2 separate regions of the Zea mays genome follow, and region 1 is linked to region 2. The links are chromatin contacts, called in public Hi-C maps. All regions are on one chromosome and are shown on one strand. The core of a region is the stretch at or near the end of the contact, and the rest is flanking DNA. Distances in the headings are between cores, read along the strand shown.

Region 1 (7,001 bases), core at 4,012-6,511, 520 kb before region 2:
TAAACAACTTGGATTGAAGTCTAACTCGTATTCGAAGATATGCACTATAAATATATGGGAAGTAACGGGTCTCCATAAAAGGTACTCTAAATAGGCCTGTTACTCGTGACAGACCAACAAGAGCAAGGCGCCACTGACGATCCGACCAACTCTCGCCTAGCAATCGGGCGAGATGGATGATCCGACCAACTCCCACCGAGTAACTGGGCAAGGCAGGCGGACCGACCAACTCCCATTGAGCAACCAGGTGAAGCGGACGATCCGACCAACTCCCACCGAGCAACTGAGCGAGGCGGACAGACGCAAGGGCCTGTGACGGGGTCTAGTACACTTGTGAACCCCGGTTCCACGACTCATGTCACAGGCGCACGCCAGTACCCGTCGAGCGTGAAAACGAGGCGGACACTCATGACCTACGCAGGCCCCGATAAGGCACGTCGCCACCTAATACCATCCCGACTGGCGCTACGGCATACCGAGTGAACGTCTAGGGGTCAGTGTAGACAGAACGAGGCACCCCCTACGTACGTCCTTGAACATCCCCAATGTTGCAACATGGGACCATCCAGAACCCACGGTAGAGTCAAAATCCCTGGATACAACATGGCGGAACAACACACCATACCGCGGTTACACATGCATCAGAAGACATTGTCATCGGGATGGCTCCTGTAGATGATAGTCCCCACTCTCATTCATTGTAGCCAACCCTTTTCGTCTTGATGTAAGCCTTTCCTCGTGAACTATAAAAGGGGTGGCAGAACTAGAACTGCGGTAGATAGAGCAGGAGCATCGAGTAGAAGTCTTCTCCTTCCTCGCTCTTTCACTCTCACTTGCACCCCTTGTAACACCATCCAGGCCACCAACCCCATAGAGCAATACAAGGTAAGTACTACACTGAATGTAAGGCTCCTGACTGAACCAGTATAATTCTCTCGAGTTACCCGATTCACCATTTGGAGTTCGTCCATGGTAGCCTCCCCTGCCGAACCATAAATTGCACCTGATTTCCGTAATTAGGACAATAGGCGCGCTAGGTAGGGGATCGTTAGTGTGCTAAGAGGCATTTTCCACTCTGATGGCCATGCCATTTGCTTTCACCGGCGACAAGAGTTTCGCACCAAGCAGCTGCAACACCTTAGGTTCTTTCGACTTCTTCGCCACCGCTAACAGTGAGCTTTGCCTCTCCAGTTCCACCTCGCCTAGGGCATGTGTTAGCTTCGACTTGCATGAATCACCCGCATCATCATGACAGAGGGAGAGGGGCACACAGCCTCACCCGACGTCAAGGCGCTTGCTGATTGCGCAAATGCGCTCCTCGGTCCATCCTCCACAAAGTTGCGTAGATACAGATGCGCTCACTGAGGTAGCCTTCTGAAGCGAGGCTATCATAGCGTTTTTCTTTGCTTGCTCAATCTACAAGCCAGGACATGTTTGAAACACACACCCCACAAGCTAGACCTAGATATCAACTAGTCACACTCTTCTAGCGGGGGTGGCGTACTTGATCTGTAATGTGGTGATGTTCGACATATGTAGAGCACATTCATCACATTCAGTCTTGTTGGACACCACGATAGAAGCTCTAGCATACTCAAGCTCCCTAAGTGTGATCGCATACTTGCTCTTGAAATCTTTCCTCTCACGATCAGCAAGCCTAAGTAACTTATCCTGACTAGCTAAAGCAGTTGTCAGCTCCTCTACCTCAGCGGCGAGATCATCGGCAAAATGAGATACCTCAAAACAGAGTCGTCACTGATGTCCTTGCCGTTGCTGCCCACCACATCCTCACCAATGGCCATGGTGCAAAGGCCTCCTGCGGTGTTAGCGGTGAAGCATGACCCATTGAGCCTGTGCTCAACACGCCTCTCAAGCTCCTCGTCGCTCGAAGAAGAGGTCGACTCGTTGGAGCCATGGTCGCGGTCGCTCAGGGAGGCGAGGAGGGTGCACTCCTTGATCTTTGCCTTTTGGAGGTACTTCTTCTTAAGCGCCTCCTTGTCAAACCTCCACTAGACTTGTGCTTGCTAGAGGTGTGCTCCCGCTTGCCCTTGCACCGACCAGAGTGGTGGTCGCGCGGGCCAGCCTCCTGCTTACCATTTTGGGGCAACTGGCGATGAATTGGTCAGGGTTGTCGCAGTTATAGCATCCGTCCTTGGACCCTCCATACCGCCAGTTCTAGCAATTGTTGTGGAACCACGTGAACCGGCAGGCCAGAAGCGCCAACACCTCATCCCCGAGGCTCTCCACCTGCTCCTCTGTGCTCCTCTATGATGGTCAACAAAGAAGACATATCAAACATAATAGGTGAGATGTTAGAGGAAGAACCTCCACTAGAGACCAGGGCCATGATGGGTGCACCAGGGTTTTGAATCTTGGCCCAGGTCTAGTGATCAATCTAAATGGACTTGAGCTTGCTGAAAAGCTCGTCCATGGTGAGAGTCTAATAGTTGGGCGACTCGATGTTCGCTGAGACTTTCACCTCCCAAACCCTCTGGTCTAGAGCATGTAAAAGATTAAGTGCTCTCGCATGATCATCATAGGGAAGTTATGCCTTATTGGCACGTATCTTGTTCACAACTGACTAGAATCGAGAAAACATCATGTCGATCATCTCTCCAGCCAACTAGACAAAGTTCTCGCACTCTCACTTGTACATCTCAAAGAGTATGGTCTTCACATGGTCAATGCCATCGTGGAATCTCTCGAGGGTGGACTAGGTCTCATGAGATGTACCCAAATGTCCAACTCGCTCAAACTCAGCAAGCGAGAGACACGAGAATAAAGCATTTCAGGCCTTGTTGTTTGAATCATGTGACTCTATCTAAAGAGTCATGATCCCAGTACCTTAGACATCAAAAGCAACGTCAAGGCAATCTCCCAGTCATGGTACCTAATACTCTGAAGATACACTAACATGTAAATCTTCCAGTATGGTAGTTCGTCCCATTGAAGAATGGATTTTTGCCAACACCTCATTCCATGTCGTCTTCATGGATCTAAAACCGATTAAGGTGGAAAGATCCTTAATCGACTCTGATACCAATTGAAGGATCAAAAAGACGACCAGAGGGGGATGAATTGGAGCAAATCATATTCTATTGCTAAAACTAGAACTTGAGCACTTAACTTCAATGGAGATGAAGAAGTCACTCAAACCAAAAGCACATCAACCAACCAGTGATATCATATTTTGAAAATGTTACTAGGATTCACACAAGACCTACAAAATGAACGGGTTGCAAATCGAACACTGAAAAGTTAGAATTGGTCCAAAACTGTGTCACTATCTACTATTATTTTCAGTAGCTCGAAATTCAGTTTTCAAATGCGAAACTAATTCAAACGGACCCTGATTGAACTGACATTTTACACACACCTTGACAAATGTGTTTCCAAGGTCTCCACAAATTTTGAACTCAAACGGATTTGTAAATTATCACAGATAAAAACACATATTAGACCAAGGTTTAGTTGGGGTTTTGAAAACGAGTTCAGATCGGATCACAACCACAAACTATTCAAACCTGATGGTTGTAGTGGTTTAGAGAGTTATTTTTACCCCAATACAATCCCTAAAACAATTCCCAACTCAAGAAATCAAGGATTCTTCCAAAATTCAAAGGAGAAGAGAGGAAACAAGTGAAGAGACAAAATCAAATAAAAAAACTTCAGCACATACAAAACTGAGCACGCGATTCGATAAACCCTATGGATAGATCTGGGCACCCTTCCTTTGAATGATGCGATGAAGAATACAAAAGCACATACATCGAATTCAAAGCTTATGTGGAAATCAGGCTAAACTAGGGAAATAGAAACTAGTTTTTTCTAAATAAAATACAAATGATCAAGCCAAAGAGAAGGTTGTCCACAATACCCCATCCATCTATTTATAGAGGGTTATTTCACTAGTCTAAAGTACCCATAGATACATATAGCCTATCCACTTAGTCGGGGACGAAATGGACCAACTTCTGGGATTTTGATATGACAGTTATGCACTCCACACGAAGTTGCTTCGCCTCAACACACCCTTCATGATGACGCCACGTGTCGCCTTCGATTCCCACTGGAACCGCATTGTCGAGTTTTGAGGCCCAAACTCAGCAAAACCTGCACCTGAGGCTCAACCACTGAAACCGCCGTGAGTAGCGCACCGCATGCTCATCCCCCACGTTCCGAACACATATCCCGCTAGTCCTTGAACGCGTTGGTGACACGATCGCTCTACCACATCCTCGTGCCCGTACGTGTCCCAGGTGTCAGCCACACGGCTAGTCGGTGGCTTCTTTGTTCCCTCAATCATGTCCCAGCGCTCGTCTTTCGCCGCTCTCGGTCCATCGACACGAACCCGCATGACCTTCACCTTCGTCGTCGACCACCGTCCCCGTGCTACAGACCTGCAAATCATAAACCGACAGACATGATTGCACAACACAAACTCTCGTACTCTAGTTAGTCCAAGACTCACATCCAAGCACTATCCGTTGACAATCACCCATCATCAACCCGAAGCACATAGGACAAGTCAACCTTGTTTTCGCATTAAGACTTATATATTGTGTGGTTAAAACTTATGAGTGAACATGTATGCTCAATTGTGTGTGTGGATAAGATTATGTATTATGCATTTATGTGATTGATACTTGTTTTGGGACGCAAATGAACAATTGTGTGTGGTTAGGACTCATTCCAATTTAAGTTACAATTTTCCGATCGTTTTCGAGATATTTTGTCCTAATGTATCCATTTTTAATATACCGAAATTTACTGGTCGTAATTCGTTTCCAATTTTCCAGTTTTTTCGATTCCGAACTAAGACCATTTTCACCCCTTTCCACGAAACTCCACACGCACACGGCGTGGACACGATGCTTGAATTTTATTAAACGTATTGCCATTTCACATGTTCAAATGGACCGACGACCAATCGAACATCTGTACAGCTAATCAGCTATGGAACCTTCTACCAGTCCATGCTACGGTTACGGATTGCTATGAAAAGTATTATCAACCCATCATTCCTGACGTCAGCGATGTGTGCTGGATCCCATCCTCCCCTCTCCTGCTCTCCACAACTTGCTGGTGAAGAAATGAGAACTCCCGCGGTGCCCCCACGTGCAATTTGCTGGTAAAGAAATGAGAATCCGGTCCATCCCAAACCCCAAACACCGCGTCTCTCGCAGATCACCCCCACGTGTAACACTTCCCATATAAATTGATGTCCCCAGGCCGCCTCCATCCAACACCAAGCCACAGCCACTGGTCACCGGTACACTCTGATCCGAACAATGGACGCGACGCAACTGAACCGATCGATGGACGCCACGCCGACGCGGCTCTTCCTTGGCGCGCTCCTCTTCCTCGTCCCCGCCGCGCTCCTCCTCCTGCTCCGCGCGCGGGGCAGGCGCCGCCTCCCCCCGGGCCCGCCGTCCCTGCCGCTGCTCGGCAGCGTGGTGTGGCTCACCAACTCGCCCGCCGAGATCGAGCCCCTGCTGCGGCGCCTCTTCGAGCGTTACGGCCCCGTCGTGGCGCTCCGCGTCGGGGCGCGCTTGTCCGTCTTCGTCGCGGACCGCCGCATCGCGCACGAGGCGCTCGTTGACCGCGGCGCGACGCTGGCGGACCGCCCGGCGCTCGCGTCGGTCAAGTTCCTCGACGAGAGCGACAACACCATCACCCGCGCCAGCTACGGGCCCGTGTGGCGCCTGCTGCGCCGCAATCTCGTCGCCGAGACGCTGCACCCGTCGCGGGTGAAGCTCTTCGCGCCGGCCCGTGCATGGGTGCGCCGCGTGCTCGTCGAGAAGCTCGGGGAGGCCGGGCCCGACGCCGCGCCGCCCCGCGTAGTGGAGACGTTCCAGTACGCGATAAACTGCCTCCTCGTGCTCATGTGCTTCGGCGAGCGCCTTGACGAGCCCGCCGTGCGCGCGATCGCTTCTGCGCAGCGGGAGGCACTCATCTACCGCTCCAAGAACATGCAGGTCTTCGCCTTCCTCCCTGCCGTCACCAAGCACCTCTTCCGCGCTCGGCTAGATAAAGCGCGGGCGCTGCGGCGGCGCGTCAAGGAGCTCTTCGTTCCGCTTATCAACGCGCGCCGGGAGTACAAGAAGCGGGGAGAGGAACCGAGAAGGGAAACCACGTTCGAGCACTCGTACGTGGACACGCTGCTCGACATCAAGCTTCACGAGGACGGCGATCGCCCGCTCACCGACGATGAGATTATCCTCCTATGCTCCGAGTTCCTCGACGCCGGTACGGACACCACGTCCACAGGGCTGCAGTGGATCATGGCCGAGCTTGTGAAAAACCCAGCCATCCAGGAGAAGCTCTACAGCGAGATCAAGGCCGCCACAGACGACAACAAGGAAGGGGTGTCAGAGGAGGACGTCCACAGTATGCCATACCTCAAGGCGGTGATCCTCGAGGGTCTCCGGAAGCACCCGCCGGCCCACTTCGTGCTGCCGCACAAGGCGGCGGAGGAAATGGAGATCGGCGGGTACCTGATCCCCAAGGGCACAGTTGTGAACTTCATGGTGGCCGAGATGGGCCGGGACGAGCAGGAGTGGAAGAACCCGATGCAGTTCTCGCCAGAGCGGTTCCTCCCCGGCGGCGATGGCGAGGGCGTGGACGTGACGGGCACCAAGGCGATCAGGATGATGCCATTCGGCGTGGGCCGGAGGATCTGCGCGGGGCTTGGTATCGCCATGCTGCACCTGGAGTACTTCGTTGCCAACATGGTGCGGGAGTACGAGTGGAAGGAGGTGCCCGGCGACGAGGTAGACTTCGCTGAGAAGAACGAGTTCACTGTCGTCATGAAGAAGCCGCTGCGCCCGCGCCTTGTGCCTAGGAGGTCTCACTTGAACTAGAAATACTTTACCATTTTCTATTCTACATTTTCCTCGTTTTGTGATGTATGTAAACATCTCATAGCTATAAAAAAATACGGTTCTACAATAATTAATCGGCAGAAACTGTAATGTTCATTCGCTAGTTTCATCTTCGTG
Region 2 (6,810 bases), core at 1,199-3,698:
TTGGTGCTTTTGCAGTTTGGAAAGCACATATCTCTTCCAAATGTAGAATATGTAAAGGTATGCTATGGCCGCTTCTCTTCGCCAAGTGTCGAATTTTGCTTCCATTACTCTATACATGATACTGTTGCTTTGATTCTGACTTGATGAATGTCATGCCTTCTGTCATGCATGTTCTTGTATGATTTACTGCCATGGAATTTATTTTCATGGCATTTCCTGCAAATGTCACAGCCATTGGACATCTGCCATGGTTGATGATCTGTGTGTTTATTACCATTATTTGGGCATTTGTCATGGGAAAGTTTTTTTTAACTAGTCATTTTATTGCCGTGCCAAAATCAGGTGAAATCTGTGAGGCTCAAAGCAGGCCCAAATACACACGACGGATGTGGTATCGATGGCGAACTACTCCATGTCAAGGGGCAAGTTCGCTGTAGTTTGTTGCCTCAACAATGTCAATTGATGGGCAGGCCAGTGAAAAACCCTGTACAGTAGCTGTAAATACACTATGCGGACTGTCTGCAGCTCTGAGGTCAGCCCAGAATCTTGCACCTGTGGTGTGTACAAGCGGCGAACCATGGATTTTCGTCTGCATCCACATGTCAGTAATTATATTCAGAAGTGAGAACATGAACATCCTAGCTGGCACTCAGCTCCAGAGATGTACATTTGTGGTTGACGAGCAGAAGGTGCTGAGTGGGTGCTGTTTCATCCATATGTAAAGCCAAAGCCTATCTCGGACAGCAGCTTGTTGCGCACCTCTTGCTTTTGCCTTTTTCTCGTCCGATAGAATGCATCTACTATACAGCCATCCTGATGAGTGTACTTGGTTGCTCCAGAACATAGTGTCCACCTCCACCAGCCGGGTGTCTTTGGAGGTTCCCTGATGCCGGCCACTTGATACTCATTGTAGGGACAACACCCCAGTGCCCGTGTCCTTGATCAGTCTGTTGTGTTTGCGAAGTGTGAATAAGATATAGGACTGTTTGATTCCCGGTACAGCGCAGGGTTTCAGCAGAAAGGGCTGGATGGATGATGTTTTGTGGCGATGCTGCCTCGTTGAGTCTTTAAAACGGGTGTAACTCTTCTTCTTTTGTGAGTCGTGATGATGTATGAACCGTGTACTGATTTGTAAACCTTGCCTGGCAGGCATACAACTGTTTCTGAGGTGTGGTATTCTCTGCCGGGGAATAAGCAGCGTAGCTTCTCCTTTCGTACGCTGCCAGCAAAGCAGCGCTCGTGCTAGTATGAACAACTTACACCAGGCAAATTTTGTGATGGGTTTTGTGAGAAAGATTGCTGGCGCGAGTAACGTGCGCCGATTTGGCTCTCTCAAGCAGGGAAGGAAACACACGGCTGTTCAAGGCCCAAGGTACCCAGGCAAGTCACACAAACTTGCTCCATATCCTCGCTTGGTAAGGCTATACAGTGATGATTAGAGAACACGTACTGCGATAATCAGAGAACAGGCTTATACAGTAAGCACTCTCCAGACAGATACTACGGACCTCTGGAAGGTTAGTCGCATTCCAACGAAGGCCGGTAGGTTGCCTCTGTTTGTCTCGACTCGTTGGTGAACTGTGTGAAAATGTGTTCATTCGCCTTTGATCTATTACGCAGTCGCCGCACTAGCAAATAACCAGTGCATGTCGATACTGCTCGCCCACTGGCAGCAGCCGGAACATGCAATTTGCTAAAGAGAAAATAGCGAAGAATTGGAAACAGAACGTGCAGGACAAAACACATTGCGTGCTGTAGCATTGTACCAAGTCAACAGATCACAGCATCAACAAACAGAGCTAGATACGATTAGGTCACACTGCTATCCGCACGCCGTCATGCAGGCCTGTTATTTCCCACGGGGAAGGCACTGCGTCCCCCCTGCCCCGGCCCGGCCGCCGCCCGTCACGTCACGCGCGTTGGCGGCCGCCCGGGCCGGCGAGCTAGCACCTGCAATGGCATCCCTGCACCAGCGCGAGCCGGCCCGGGGACACGCACCGCCCGCCTCGCCGGCCCCCGTAGTGGCACATGTCCCGGCACGCGGCGTTCGCCGCCGTGACCGCCGGGTCGCACTGCTCCACGGGGATGGTCACCCCGCACGGCACGCTCGACGGGTAGTCCGACTCCACCCACGCCGCCCGCGTCGGAGGAGGCGCCGCCGCCAGTAGGACCGCTGCATGCAAAGCCAGCGCGCGGAGATCAGATACCCGGATCGGATGATGAGTGAACGAATGCGTGCATGCATGTATGAATGCCGTGGCGGCCGCGCGACGGGCAGGCTTACCGGTGAGCGTGGCCACGAGGACGAGGGAGCGCGCCATGCGATCTCTGTTTCTCAGTCTCTGCTCTCCGGGCGGCGGCTCGCTGGGACTGGGATGCGAGGCGACGGCAACAACGTCGTCTGGCTGGCGGCCGTGTGGCGCTCGGTGGGATGGGCGCTACGAATATAGGGGTGGTGGTACTGGAAAGCGGCGCGGCGAAGGCATGGTGAGGACTGGGGACTGGGGGTGGGGCAAGTACACGTGACACGACGCGGCCACTGTTCACTCGGAACATATACTGGCACACATAAATATAGATGATCCGACTGATCAACGAATATTTATTTGTATGAAGTATCAATTAATTGGCTGGCTAATTAGGACGCGCGTATCCCCGCAGACCCGTTTTCCCCCAAGGTATATATATCTATATCTATAATCTATCTATCTATATATATCACCGAGTACTGACTGCTACAAAGGGCCGAAGCGACGTTAGTTTTCTCTGATGCACGGGCACATGGATAATATAAAATATTGTTAATAACTATCTTAAATCTATCGTGTGTTTATTTTCAAACTGTATATTTTTTACGTTTGATATATAGTCACACTCAGGGTTATTTTTGAGCCGGCTTCGTCCTGGCTACGGTATAAAAGAATACATGGAGCTGATCATTTTTTTCCTTTTACCATGCAGATATGCTGCCACCCGAGCTTTTAAAATCCAGAACAGCTGATAAATGGCTGAATTTGTTGTATTTATTAAATGCAGATGTGAGCTACCGCGTCACGTTAATTACGTTCCATTTCCATATTCCACGGTGTAAGCCACCAAATGTTTGGAACTAGCCTAGACTTAGTGCTTCCCGGACAGCTCTGACTCCTTGCCGGAGCTAATTTAGGTGCCCGAGCGAGAGCCGTAAAAAGTGGCTCCGAGCAGCTCCATATGTGCCCGTGCAACCATTCTTCTTGTCTCCAGAACCTTTCTGCTTGTCTCCAGAGGCGAGTGGACGAGTGGTCATCTTCCTTCAAAGATGACAATACGCGGAAACAAGCAAGCAGCAGTCAGCGGCTGTGGGCTTGCGGTCTGGCCATCTGCGTGACTGTGGAGAGCTGTTCCAAATAATTTGCAAAAAAAACGGCGGCTCTAATGGAGGAACAGCTCCTATAAAAAAAGTTAGAGCCAGAGCCATTTTCAATTTTCAGAGGAGGCGGAGTCCTGTCAAACAAGCCCAATGTAAATGCCCTTTAAACACGATCTTGTCCAGAATCACCCAATGTAAATGTCCTTTAAACACGATCTTGTCCAGAATGGCCCAATGTAAATTGGTAACTGGAATCAATGAAATACGTAGTCTTTTTTAAATTACGCACACTAGATAATTAATAAAGTCAATAACAGGACTAAATAATTAATGAGTACTATAGTATGTTAACCTTTCACCACGCTCGTTATTTGGTTCTAAAATCGCTGGGATACCTTCTATTTCTGGTCATAGAAGAAGGGTGTTAAATCCGTGATAATTTTTTTCCTTGTGTAAGATGTTGCCATATATGTTACCTCTGTATATATATAGAAGTATCGGTATGTTTGCATGTTGCCATATATATATGTCGAGCTGGGTAAATTCGGGGCGGCGTTCAGAACCTGAGACTGAGAGCTGCTGTTTGGGAGGAAAAACAAAAAAAAAAACTACGTATCTGTCGCAAGATTTTGACGTGCCAAGAACATCGTACTGGTGGAAAGTGTTGCTTAGAAACATCACCTCGCTTGATATCTGCAATAAACTTAACGAACTAGCGTCACCTTTTTAAAATAAAAATTAAACCCAAGAGGTAGACAGGCCAGCTAGCGAGCGATGGAAAAGCTTCTGACGATTCTCTGTCTCCTCTGTTTCTCTCTCACTACACATACATACCTCTCTCTCTCAAAACTCACTTGCAGGCTGTGCACACCAACTAATAAAGGCAGAATAAGAACAAACTAACCTTACAAAAGAAAGTGATACTCAGCGTATCTGGCCCCCTCACCTACCAATCTACCATACCATACTATACCATAGGCTAGGCTAGTGTATAAAAGGCGCACCAGCAAATCCTTCCTCTCTGCCGCTGCGCCGCACGATCGATCAGCTTGGCCAGCCAGCCAGCCAGCTAGCCTAGCACTTGCAGTGGCAGCCCCGGCCCCTGGCGAGCCCCAGCGACACGCACTGGCCGCCGCGCCGGCACCCGCCGTAGTGGCACACGTCCATGCACGCGCTGTTCGCCGCTGCGTCCCCGGGGTCGCACTGCTCCACGGGGATGGTCACCCCGCACGGCACCCCGGACGGGTAGTCCACCCACGCCGCCCGCGCCGTCGCCGGCAGAATAGCCACGGCAACTGAAGCCACATGCAAACGGAACAGCGTCAGGCATTCCGAGAGCAAACACGAGACCAGACTACGGTAGTGGCAAACATGCAATAGCGCAGTTGTACACGCACGCTCGCGTCGCGTCGCGTCCTCTCTTGCGGGCATGCCGTTGCCGGCCGTACCCGTACGTGTATGTGCCGGACTAGCTTACCGGTAAGGGTGGCCGCGAGAACTAGCAGGACACGAGCGGTGAGCGCCATGGAGGAGACGGCGGTGCAGCACGCAGCTTCCCGAGCCATACGAATACTCTCTCTCTCTCTCTCTCTCTCTCTCTCTCTCTCTCTGGTCTGTTCCTGTGGGACGGGAACTGACAACTGAGACAGGCACAGGCCCCGCCCGGTGCGCCTGCCGGCGGCCGTGTGGCTTTGGACACAGAAGTGAGCTAGAGGAGAGACGACGAGCTGGCTGGCGGCGTTACGGCGGCTCTGCTGGGTGTGCGTTATATAGTGGTGGCGCGCGGTCGAGCTGCGGAGGCAGGCGCTAGTAGCATCGCAGCAAAGCGGGCGCGCGGGGGCCGGGGGGAGGGGGGAATTGAAGTACATGTGATGTGACGCTGCCTGATCGAGACGCTTTGCTGGTGTAGTGGAACAATAATATACATGATCCAACTGCCAACTTGCATCACAGGCTAATGTAGAATATAGTGCCTCTGGTTAATCAGGACACGATGATCGCAAATCTTTGCTAGACTGCTTTCGCAAAGATACTACTACTGGCTACTACCAGTAGTAGCCGGTAACGCAAAGTAAAACTCTTGTCGCTATATAAGGACCAATGAGCGCTATGTATACATGCATGTAAACAAAAATCCTTGAAGTGCATGATTAGAGATGGCAATGGGTAAATATTCCTTGGGTATGACAATCCTATACACGTACCTATTACAATCCATACACTGATAGGTATAGATTTACCACATCCCCATACTCATACTCATGCGAGTATGAGTTATCTGTAACCACAAAGATTAAACATCTATCGAAATGATACATTATACAAATATCAAGTATTCATCTAAATACCTTTACAAAATTTCTAGCATTATTTAACCATCCATTCAACAACACTAAAGATAATTAGCCCATTAAAAAACATACGGGTAGAATATTTAGTCCATATAGTAAATACCAATTGCCATCTCTAGCTATGCATGACGATCTGAGTGCAACTTCGCTGCAAGAAACTCTGTGATGAATTGGATCCGTGCGGACACTGGAACGAATCCTTCTTCCAAATAAAATAACCTCTCGAATTCACCTACTAGTAGTAGTAGAAGCTGTCTATCCAGTGACGACAATCCGATGAGGGCATGAGCTATATATCCGGCCCGACATGTCATATATATTTTCCAAATCTGGGCGCAACAGAGACCCTGACAACCCCGTCAAAAGGGCAATCATGTGTGTCCCCGGCCCCCTACTCCGTCGAAGTACGCAGCTGTCTGATCCAACAATCCCGCAGCTGTGTGGATTGCTTCAAGTGCGCGCTTGCATATGTGCACGTCGACAGGAGCTCGTCTGGGAACGCCACCACCGGCCGGCTCGTCGTCCCCAGCTAGCATAGTAGCTTACGCGCATGCAGACGCCGCATTTGCATCGTGTCCCCCCATGGAGCCGTCGCGTCGCGTTCAGTAGCTGTCCAATCAGTTCGTTCCGGCCACACGCGTACGGGAGCTGTTGCCGCGACCAGCGTTGTTTCTTGGAGCGTCCTCCAGAGCTATACGTCCGAAAGATCCGATATCCTTTTTAAACAAACATGGATATTCGTAATAATGCGGTTTAGACATGTTTTTTTTAAAAAAATTATGCTGTACCGTACCTAACCTAGTTTCACATCTATATTCGATGTAAAAACTATAAAATATCCGATACCAACCGTATCCTACGAAAGAAATATAAAATATTTTTTAAAACAGCTAGTTAACAATATAAATGAAAACAAATTTAATATAACAGATGATTGTAAGTTATCTATAACCATTGTAATTTTAACATTATAAACGGTATATATGTAAATTGTAAGTTTAGTTAATTGAAATATAAATATTTACCTACCAGTTTATCTTATTTATACATTTTCTATAATTTATTTTTAAACTATTTGTATTAAATAATTAATATATTATCTATGACTTT

Evidence for each region. A called contact is a pair of places that touch in the nucleus more often than the background predicts.
Region 1: a Hi-C map of leaf shows a contact between it and region 2, with 2.9 times the contacts expected there. The contact joins the promoter of LOC100279598 here to the promoter of LOC100274911 in region 2. A contact is called at or near these places in 4 of 25 Hi-C or Micro-C datasets (ear, leaf and tassel).

The regions. Positions count from the first base shown.
Region 1 is chr1:229,296,831-229,303,831 of Zm-B73-REFERENCE-NAM-5.0, reverse strand. It overlaps LOC100279598 (putative cytochrome P450 superfamily protein), which reads left to right and starts at 5,261. Exons shown (of 1, transcript NM_001152595.1): 1 at 5,261-6,914. The coding sequence starts at 5,292. The coding sequence ends at 6,863.
Region 2 is chr1:228,770,957-228,777,766 of Zm-B73-REFERENCE-NAM-5.0, reverse strand. LOC100274911 reads right to left here and starts at 2,448. Exons shown (of 2, transcript NM_001331225.1): 1 at 2,285-2,448; 2 at 1,730-2,173. The coding sequence starts at 2,321. The coding sequence ends at 1,944. It overlaps LOC103643367 (sphingoid long-chain bases kinase 1), which reads left to right. Exons shown (of 9, transcript XM_008666530.3): 8 at 1-57; 9 at 343-1,217. The coding sequence ends at 495. LOC103643366 reads right to left here and starts at 5,145. Exons shown (of 2, transcript XM_023301333.1): 1 at 4,827-5,145; 2 at 4,018-4,644. The coding sequence starts at 4,914. The coding sequence ends at 4,424.